Regions from separate parts of the Oryctolagus cuniculus genome. Here region 2 is linked to region 1. A link is a contact called in public Micro-C data. All regions are on one chromosome and are shown on one strand. The core of a region is the stretch at or near the end of the contact, and the rest is flanking DNA. Distances in the headings are between cores, read along the strand shown.

Region 1 (3,399 bases), core at 831-3,330:
TGCTGGCACTGGCGGCACAGCATGGAGGGCCTGCGCCACCACAGCCCCCTGATGCGGAACCAGAAGAACCGAGAGGCCAGCTAGAGGAGCCGGGCTTGCCCGGGGGCCTGGGGCGCCCAAGGCTGGCAGGTCTAGCGGTGGCCGGCACCACCCTGCCACTGGCGACCAGGGAGCTGGCTTCCCGAGGACAAGGGAACTCATAGTCACCGTTGCACTTGCTGAATCTGTCTTTGTTTCTGCACTAATTAATGCACAATGAGTTTCGTCGGGTTTTGTTTCCGGGGTGAGCCAGAGCAAGGACCCTCTGGCTCGCCCTCCAAGCAACTCTGTAGTTTTCCCAGATTTCAGTTTCTCATTTTGCTGATGAAAAGCAAGAAGAAAATACAAGACTGTGTCCAGAAGGTGTTGACACGGACGCCTGCATCTAGAGGTTTATTTATTAAAGCGCTTTTTTACATTCCTTGCAATACTGATGGTGATGACGCGCAGGTCTCATTGGTTTCATCCTTGCAGTTGCCATACAGTGCCTTTCCATTTATTTAACCCCCACCTGAACGGCATAAACTGAGTGTTCAGCTGGTGTTTTTTACTGTAAACAACAAGGAGACTTTGCTCTTCATTTAAACCAAAATCATATTTCATATTTTACGCTCGAGGGTTTTTACCGGTTCCTTTTTACACTCCTTAAAACAGTTTTTAAGTCATTTGGAACAAGAGATTTTTTTCTTTCCTGGCAGCTTTTAACATTATAGCAAATTTGTGTCTGGGGACTACTGGTCACTGTTTCACACGGTTGCAAATCAAAGCGTTTGCAACCAAGAAAAAAAAATTTGTTTTATTTGAAACTGGACCCGATAAAGGGCATTTGAGCGGCTGCTGTACATAGTTTCAAATGGTTTCTCGCACCTTCTTCAGTTGCACTTGTCGGGGGAGGGTTGATAGAAGTTTTTAATCACAGACTCACAGGACTTTTTTCTTTTGTAACTGAGCTTAAAAAAAAAAAAAAAAGGGCTGCTTCTCGGTGGGGTGGACGAAGGCTCCCGGGCCCCTCCCAGAGCGGGCAGTGCCCTTCTGACGGCTCGTTTGAGGAATGTACGAAGCCACAGTTGCAGTTGACTGAACCGCTACTGGAATTTGAAAACTTGACTCTCTCCTTTTTTTTTTTTTTTTTAAATACTTGCCCCTCTTAGGGAAGCCGTGTGCCAAAGAACCAGTGTCATGACCCCCCCTGCTGAGCTGCTGTCGCATTGTCGCAGATCCCAGCTACTCTGTGGGTTTTGTGAAGCTGTGTGTGAAGTCTCTACCTCACTGTAGTATATGCGGGCCAGACTGCACTCGCCTACAGATGCGTGGAGTACGCTGTGGTGTAGTTTTTTTGGCACATAATAAACACGTTGCAGCAGAGTCCTGGGTCCGTGTCTGTGTCTGTCTGAGGTGGGGGCCCCGGGGCGCCCGGGGTGGCGGCGGGACCACGTGGGCTTCGGGAGCTGTCCGGGGGGTGGGGGCTTCTCCCCCAACCTGGGTCCGTCCCGTCCTGACTCCGGTGAGCGGCAGAGGGAGCCGGGTCCGCGGATTCCGCCGGCCTGGGGTGCCTGTGGGGGACGCAGTGGGTCTGAGGCCCCCGGCTGAGGGGCGCGGGGGTCTCCTCGCCCAGGACGCCCCGGCCACTCGGGGGCGGGGTCCCTTCTGTCCGGGTGAGACTCGCCGCCCTTCACCCACCCGCCGTCTCCGCCCTGTCCGGTGAGGGTGCGGAGCCGGACAGCGGGCAGCCGGCGCTGGGGGCGTCCCAAGGCGGACAGGCCGGGAGCTGTGGCGCTGAGCTGGGCCCGCCCTTCCCTCAGGCGCCCACCGCGGGGCCGGAAACCCACTCGAGGCGCCTGGCACAGCCCGCCGCTCCGGACGGGACGGGGCTCTGCGATGGCTGGGGAGGGGGCGCCACCCCCTACTTCCACACGTCTCCGTGGCCGTGGGTCCGTCTGCCTCTCAGGGACTGGAAGTCGTCTCCACACTGCCCAGAGTGTGGGAGTCACCTGCTCCTGGTCTACAGGGCACCCGACCCCCGACCCGCGGCCGCCCTGAACGCCGGCGCAGCGAGCGCGGCGCGGAAGCGGACGAGCCCCACCCACCGTGGGCGGGGCCGCCGTCGCCCCGCCCACCCGGGCAGTGCGCCGCCCTCACTTCCGCCCCGCGCCGCCAGGGGCCGCTGTGGTGCGCTCGAGCAGGCTCCGCGCGTCCCGGGCTGGGCGGAAGCGGCTTTCTGGCCTGCGCTTTATAGGCCTCTCTTGTGCTTCCTGTTTCCTCTTTCACTCAGGACCCGCCAACATGGTAGGTGTATAGGTCTTAGGGCGCTATCCAGCTCCATCGTCCCCCATCCACAGCTCCCCGTGATCCCTGACCCCGGAGGGGAGACCCTGGGCCGGGTGCGCGCGCGACCCTGTCCACCTGGAGCCGCTGGCGACCGCAGTGTCCGTCCCAACTCCGCTGCTCCCGGGCGGGCCCGGCCCGCGAGCCCACGGCCGCCGGGGCTTCGCTCGGCTAGCGCTGCCCGCGGGTGACCCCCGTGCTCTGCCGCCCGCAGGGCCGCGTGCGCACCAAAACCGTGAAGAAAGCGGCCCGGGTCATCATCGAGAAGTACTACACCCGCCTGGGCAATGACTTCCACACCAACAAGCGCGTGTGCGAGGAGATCGCCATCATCCCCAGCAAGAAGCTGCGCAACAAGATCGCGGGGTGAGGCGGGGCCCGCGGGGAGCCGGAGGGCGCGGCCCGGGGGTGTGCGGGGCCGGGGCCGGCGGCGGCACCTGCTCGGCCGGCGGCCGGGGGTGTGCGGGGCCGGGGCTGCAGCCGCCCGCGGGCGCGCTCACGGAGGGTCTGGCGCAGCTATGTCACGCACCTGATGAAGCGGATCCAGAGGGGCCCGGTGAGAGGCATCTCCATCAAGCTGCAGGAGGAGGAGCGGGAGCGGAGAGACAACTACGTGCCCGAGGTGAGCGCCCTGGGCCCCGGGCTCGCCCGCAGGTGGGGACGCGGGTTCCTGAACCCGCCGCGTGCCCACCTGTGGTCGGCCCCGCGCTGCTGATTGGATAAGTGCTGATGCCGGCCTCCCGGGGTCTGCCTGGCCGTGCTGCAGTGCCCGAAGCGACTTCCCCTGTGGGGGGACTCGATCCTGCCCGCCCACGGCTCGCTCCCCCTGTGCACACGGACCAGGCAGCGGGACACGTGCAGGGGAGGTGCCGGCTCTCACTGGTACGGGGCCTGCCTTTCTCTCTAGGTCTCCGCGCTGGATCAGGAGATCATTGAAGTGGATCCTGACACGAAGGAAATGCTGAAGCTCCTGGTAAGCTTTGGCTGCCCTCGCCGAGCCGCATGCCATCCGCAGCCTCCTCCTAGTGCTAATAG
Region 2 (3,718 bases), core at 1,053-3,552, 260 kb before region 1:
AGCAACACTTTTAATAAGGTGCTCAAAAAAAAAAAAAAAAAAAAGGAGGATTCCCTGAACAAAATTCAACACATTAACACGAAATAGTAAACGTAAGACAATGGGTACCCTTCAACCTTATTTAGAAGAAGTGCAGAGTTACAACATTCAGCTTCATTTTATGTATCTTAGCAACCTTAGCAATCAGGCTAATTCTAGAATAAATTGCTTTTCTGCTCTAAATACAAGAGCATCCAGATATGTACGCTTGCATGGGTATGATGTATCTTACGTTTAAGTCTTCCTCCATTGTTAAGCTGCAGGTGACGGTGAACTGTATGACTGTGAACAGCCAGTCCAACAGCAGGAACTATACACTGAATGCTCTAACAGCTCTGAACAAACTTCAAGTGAGGGACAGTGTAAGCTTCCCAACAGGAAGTACTACATCATAGAATGCTGGGGTTTAAGGAAAAGCTACGACTGTGGCTCACTTAGCTAATCCTCCACCTGTGGGGCCGGCACCCCGGGTTCTAGCCCCAGTTGGGGCACCAGATTCTGTCCCGGTTGTTCCTCTCTCAGGAACAAATACCAAGCTTACATGACGTTGCAACTCTGTGGCCCGGGAGTGCAGTGGAGGATGGCCCAAGTGCTTGGGCCCTGCACCCCATGGGAGACCAGGAGGAAGCACCTGCTCCTGGCTTCGGATCAGCGCAGCATGGCAGCCATAGCAGCCATTTGGGGGGGCGAACCAACAGAAGGAAGACCTTTCTCTCTCTGTCTCTCTCTCTCTCTCTCTCACTAACTCTGCCTGTTAAAAGAAAAAAAAAAAAAACAGAATCAACTCACACACAGCGTTCAGATCTTTAAGCAGAGCACAAAATCACCCTGCTAACATACTGCTCTAGTGGTCATTTTAATTCAAAAGGCTCTCTGTTTAGCTGAAGAGGAGATAATTAAGATTTGGAAATGTAGCTGAATTATTCTTATACCTCTAGAGAAATCGTCCCCATTAATAACAAGAAAAGGCCCAGGGCCGGAGTGGTGGCCCAGCAGGTTGAGCGTCCGCCTGGGACCCTGGCAACCCATATGGGCACCGGTTCACAGCCCACCTGCCCCATTTCCAATCCAGCTCCCTGCTAACTGACTGGGAAAAGCAGCCGAAGGCGGCTCACAGGCTTGGGCCCTTGCCACCCATGTGGGGGACCCTGAGAGAGCCTGCTGGCTTCCCAGCCCGGCCCAGCTCCTGCTGTTGTAGCCATTTGAGGAGTAAACCAAGAGACGGTTCTCTCTTCCTACCACTCTGCCTTTCAAACTAAAAAAAAAAAAAAAGGACATATTTAGGGTATAGAATAACACACCCAACTTTGGATCTTCTTAGTGGGCTGTAGATTAATGAACCTGATTTCCGTCTCGCCCCCTCCCCTTAGTTTCTCTAAACCTATCACCATCATCAGGGCAAAGGTGAGGGGCCCAGCCCAGCTCCTGGATCTGACGCAGCGTCCTGGGCCTTAAGCGGCCCCCTCAGGCGACGGCCCCGGTGCACCTGCGCCTGTCCCCGCAGCCCCCCGCAGCCCCCCGCGCTCAGCCCCGGGCGCCCTACCTGGCGCAGCCGCGCGCCCGCGCCGGCCCACCGCGCGCGCAGGGCCCGCTCCCGGAACTCGCGCGTGCCCTCGCAGTCGGCCGCGCCGCCCTGCGCGGGGAAGAGCGCGTCGCGCACCGTGGCGCCGCCGCAGCCGTCGGCCGCCGCGCCCAGGTAGCGCTCCAGCCGCCCGCACAGCTCCTGCAGCGCCGCGTCGCCGGGGCCCGCGGCGCGCGCCGGCCACACCAGCGCCCACAGGCCCCAGGCCCCGCCGCCCGCGTCCAGCTCCGGCGGCAGCCGCGGGAAGCAGCGCTCCAGCGGCGGCCACAGCGCCGCCAGCTGCCGGTGCGCGCCGCGGAGGGCGGCGGCCGACAGCAGGCCGGCCCAGCTGGGCGGGGGCGCGGCCGGCTCGGGGTCCGGCTCGGGGTCCGGCTCGGGGTCCGCCTGGGCCTCAGGCCGCTGCCGCCGCCGCCGCTGCGCCGTGCGGTCGTGACAAGTCACCGCGAACTTGGCCTCCGCGTCGTTCCAGGCCACGAGGAAGCGCAGCTGGTGCCGCTCGGGCCCGGCGAAGAGGTCCTCGCGGAGCGGCACCCAGCCCTCCAGGCTGTCGGGCTGCTCGTCCTCCATGGCCGCCGCGGCTAGCGCCCCGCGGGCTCTGCTCGCCCCGGCCCACGGGACCTTCGGACCCGCGGCATAGTTCGCTGGAGCCTGACTCGCGTCAGTAACGCAGCGTCGCTTCCTCGGCACTTCTCATTGGCTGCCTGTGTTTGCGATCTTTCCAGCCCGCGTCCGGGATTGGGTGGGTAAGAGAAGGGCGGGTCCGCCACGACCAATGAAGTAGTCAGAAGGTCCACCTCGGACCCTGCCCACAGGAATGTCAATCTCGCGACCCGCCTGGGACCTGGGAAGTCCCGCTCTTGCCTCACCTCCGGTTCCCGTGCACCTGTTGCGGGTAGGAAAAAATTCGTGAAATGGACGCGTTGTTGTTTTAGCCTCCTGCACTACACTGGACTTCTTCGGAACAGTAATAAAGACCTCTTCCTTTTCACTTTTTTAAAAAATATTTATTTATTTGAAAAGCAGAATTGCAGAGAGAGAGAGAGAATCTTCCATCATGTGGTTCACTCCCCAGATGGCCACAATGGCCGGGACTAGGCAGCCCAAAGGCAGGAGCCAGGACCCTCTTCTGGGCCTCCCACGTGGGTGCAGGGGCCCAAGGACCTGGACCATCTTCCGCTGCTTTCCCAGGTGCACTAGCAGGGAGCTGGATTGGAAGTGGAGCAGCCGGGACTTGAACTGGCGACGATATGGGATGCCAGTGTTGCAGGCGGAGGCTTAACCCACTAGGGCACACTGCCAGCCCCCTCTTTTCACATGTTTATCCTAATGACAGCATCTTGAAAGCCAACTACTGATACTGTGAATGACCTCTGACTAGTTTAGCGAATAATAATGTTTGTATAAGAATTTCAGAATGAGGGCCTGGCGCTGTGGCGTAGCAGGTAAAGCCGCTCGCTGCCTGTAGTGCTGGCATCCCATATGGGCACCGGTTCAAACCCTGGCTGCTCCACTTCCAATCCAGCTCTCTGCTATGGCCTGGGAAAGCAGTAGAAGATGGCCCAAGTGTTTGGGCTCCTGCACCCACGTGGGAGACCCAGAAGAAGCTCCTGGCTTCTGATGGGCACAGCTCCTGCCATTGTGGCCATTTGGGGAGTGAACTAGCAGATAGAAGACCTCTCTCTGTGTCTCTCCCTGCCTCTCCTTCTCTCTGTGAGTAACTCTGCCTTTCAAATAAATAAATCTTTAAAAAAAAAAACAAACAAATAAGAATTTCAGAAGGAAAGCAGATGACTTGGAATGGCAAACCTCACATCTGGCTCTCAGAGAAGCCCTGTGCTCCATGGTCAAGACACCTCCACCTGGCTGACACCCTGAATTTCCCAGACTGTCAGAAGAACGAGGCCTGAAAATCTGCCCAATTGTCAATTGACTGGACTCACGGTATTTTCCTGACCTCCCCTGCAGCTAACCCTGTCTCTTTGAAAAGCATTTTTGAAGGTTTGTTTGGAGGAAAAGCTTACTCCAGATCCACATATCCCTCTTTCCCCAAAACTGCCAGCTTCTTTTTTTTTTTCTAAAAAAGTTATTTATTTATTT

What was found. A called contact is a pair of places that touch in the nucleus more often than the background predicts.
Region 2: a contact with region 1 is called in a Micro-C map of ear pinna, with 2.4 times the contacts expected there. The contact joins the promoter of WHAMM here to the promoter of RPS17 in region 1. A contact is called at or near these places in 2 of 6 Hi-C or Micro-C datasets (ear pinna and an unstated tissue).

Annotation. Positions count from the first base shown.
Region 1 is chr12:101,429,476-101,432,874 of mOryCun1.1, reverse strand. RPS17 (ribosomal protein S17) reads left to right here and starts at 2,080. Exons shown (of 5, transcript XM_002721477.4): 1 at 2,080-2,325; 2 at 2,579-2,730; 3 at 2,881-2,986; 4 at 3,272-3,337. The coding sequence starts at 2,323. CPEB1 (cytoplasmic polyadenylation element binding protein 1) reads left to right here. Exons shown (of 12, transcript XM_070054565.1): 12 at 1-1,404. The coding sequence ends at 84.
Region 2 is chr12:101,685,812-101,689,529 of mOryCun1.1, reverse strand. It overlaps WHAMM (WASP homolog associated with actin, golgi membranes and microtubules), which reads right to left and starts at 2,302. Exons shown (of 10, transcript XM_051834239.2): 1 at 1,583-2,302. The coding sequence starts at 2,188.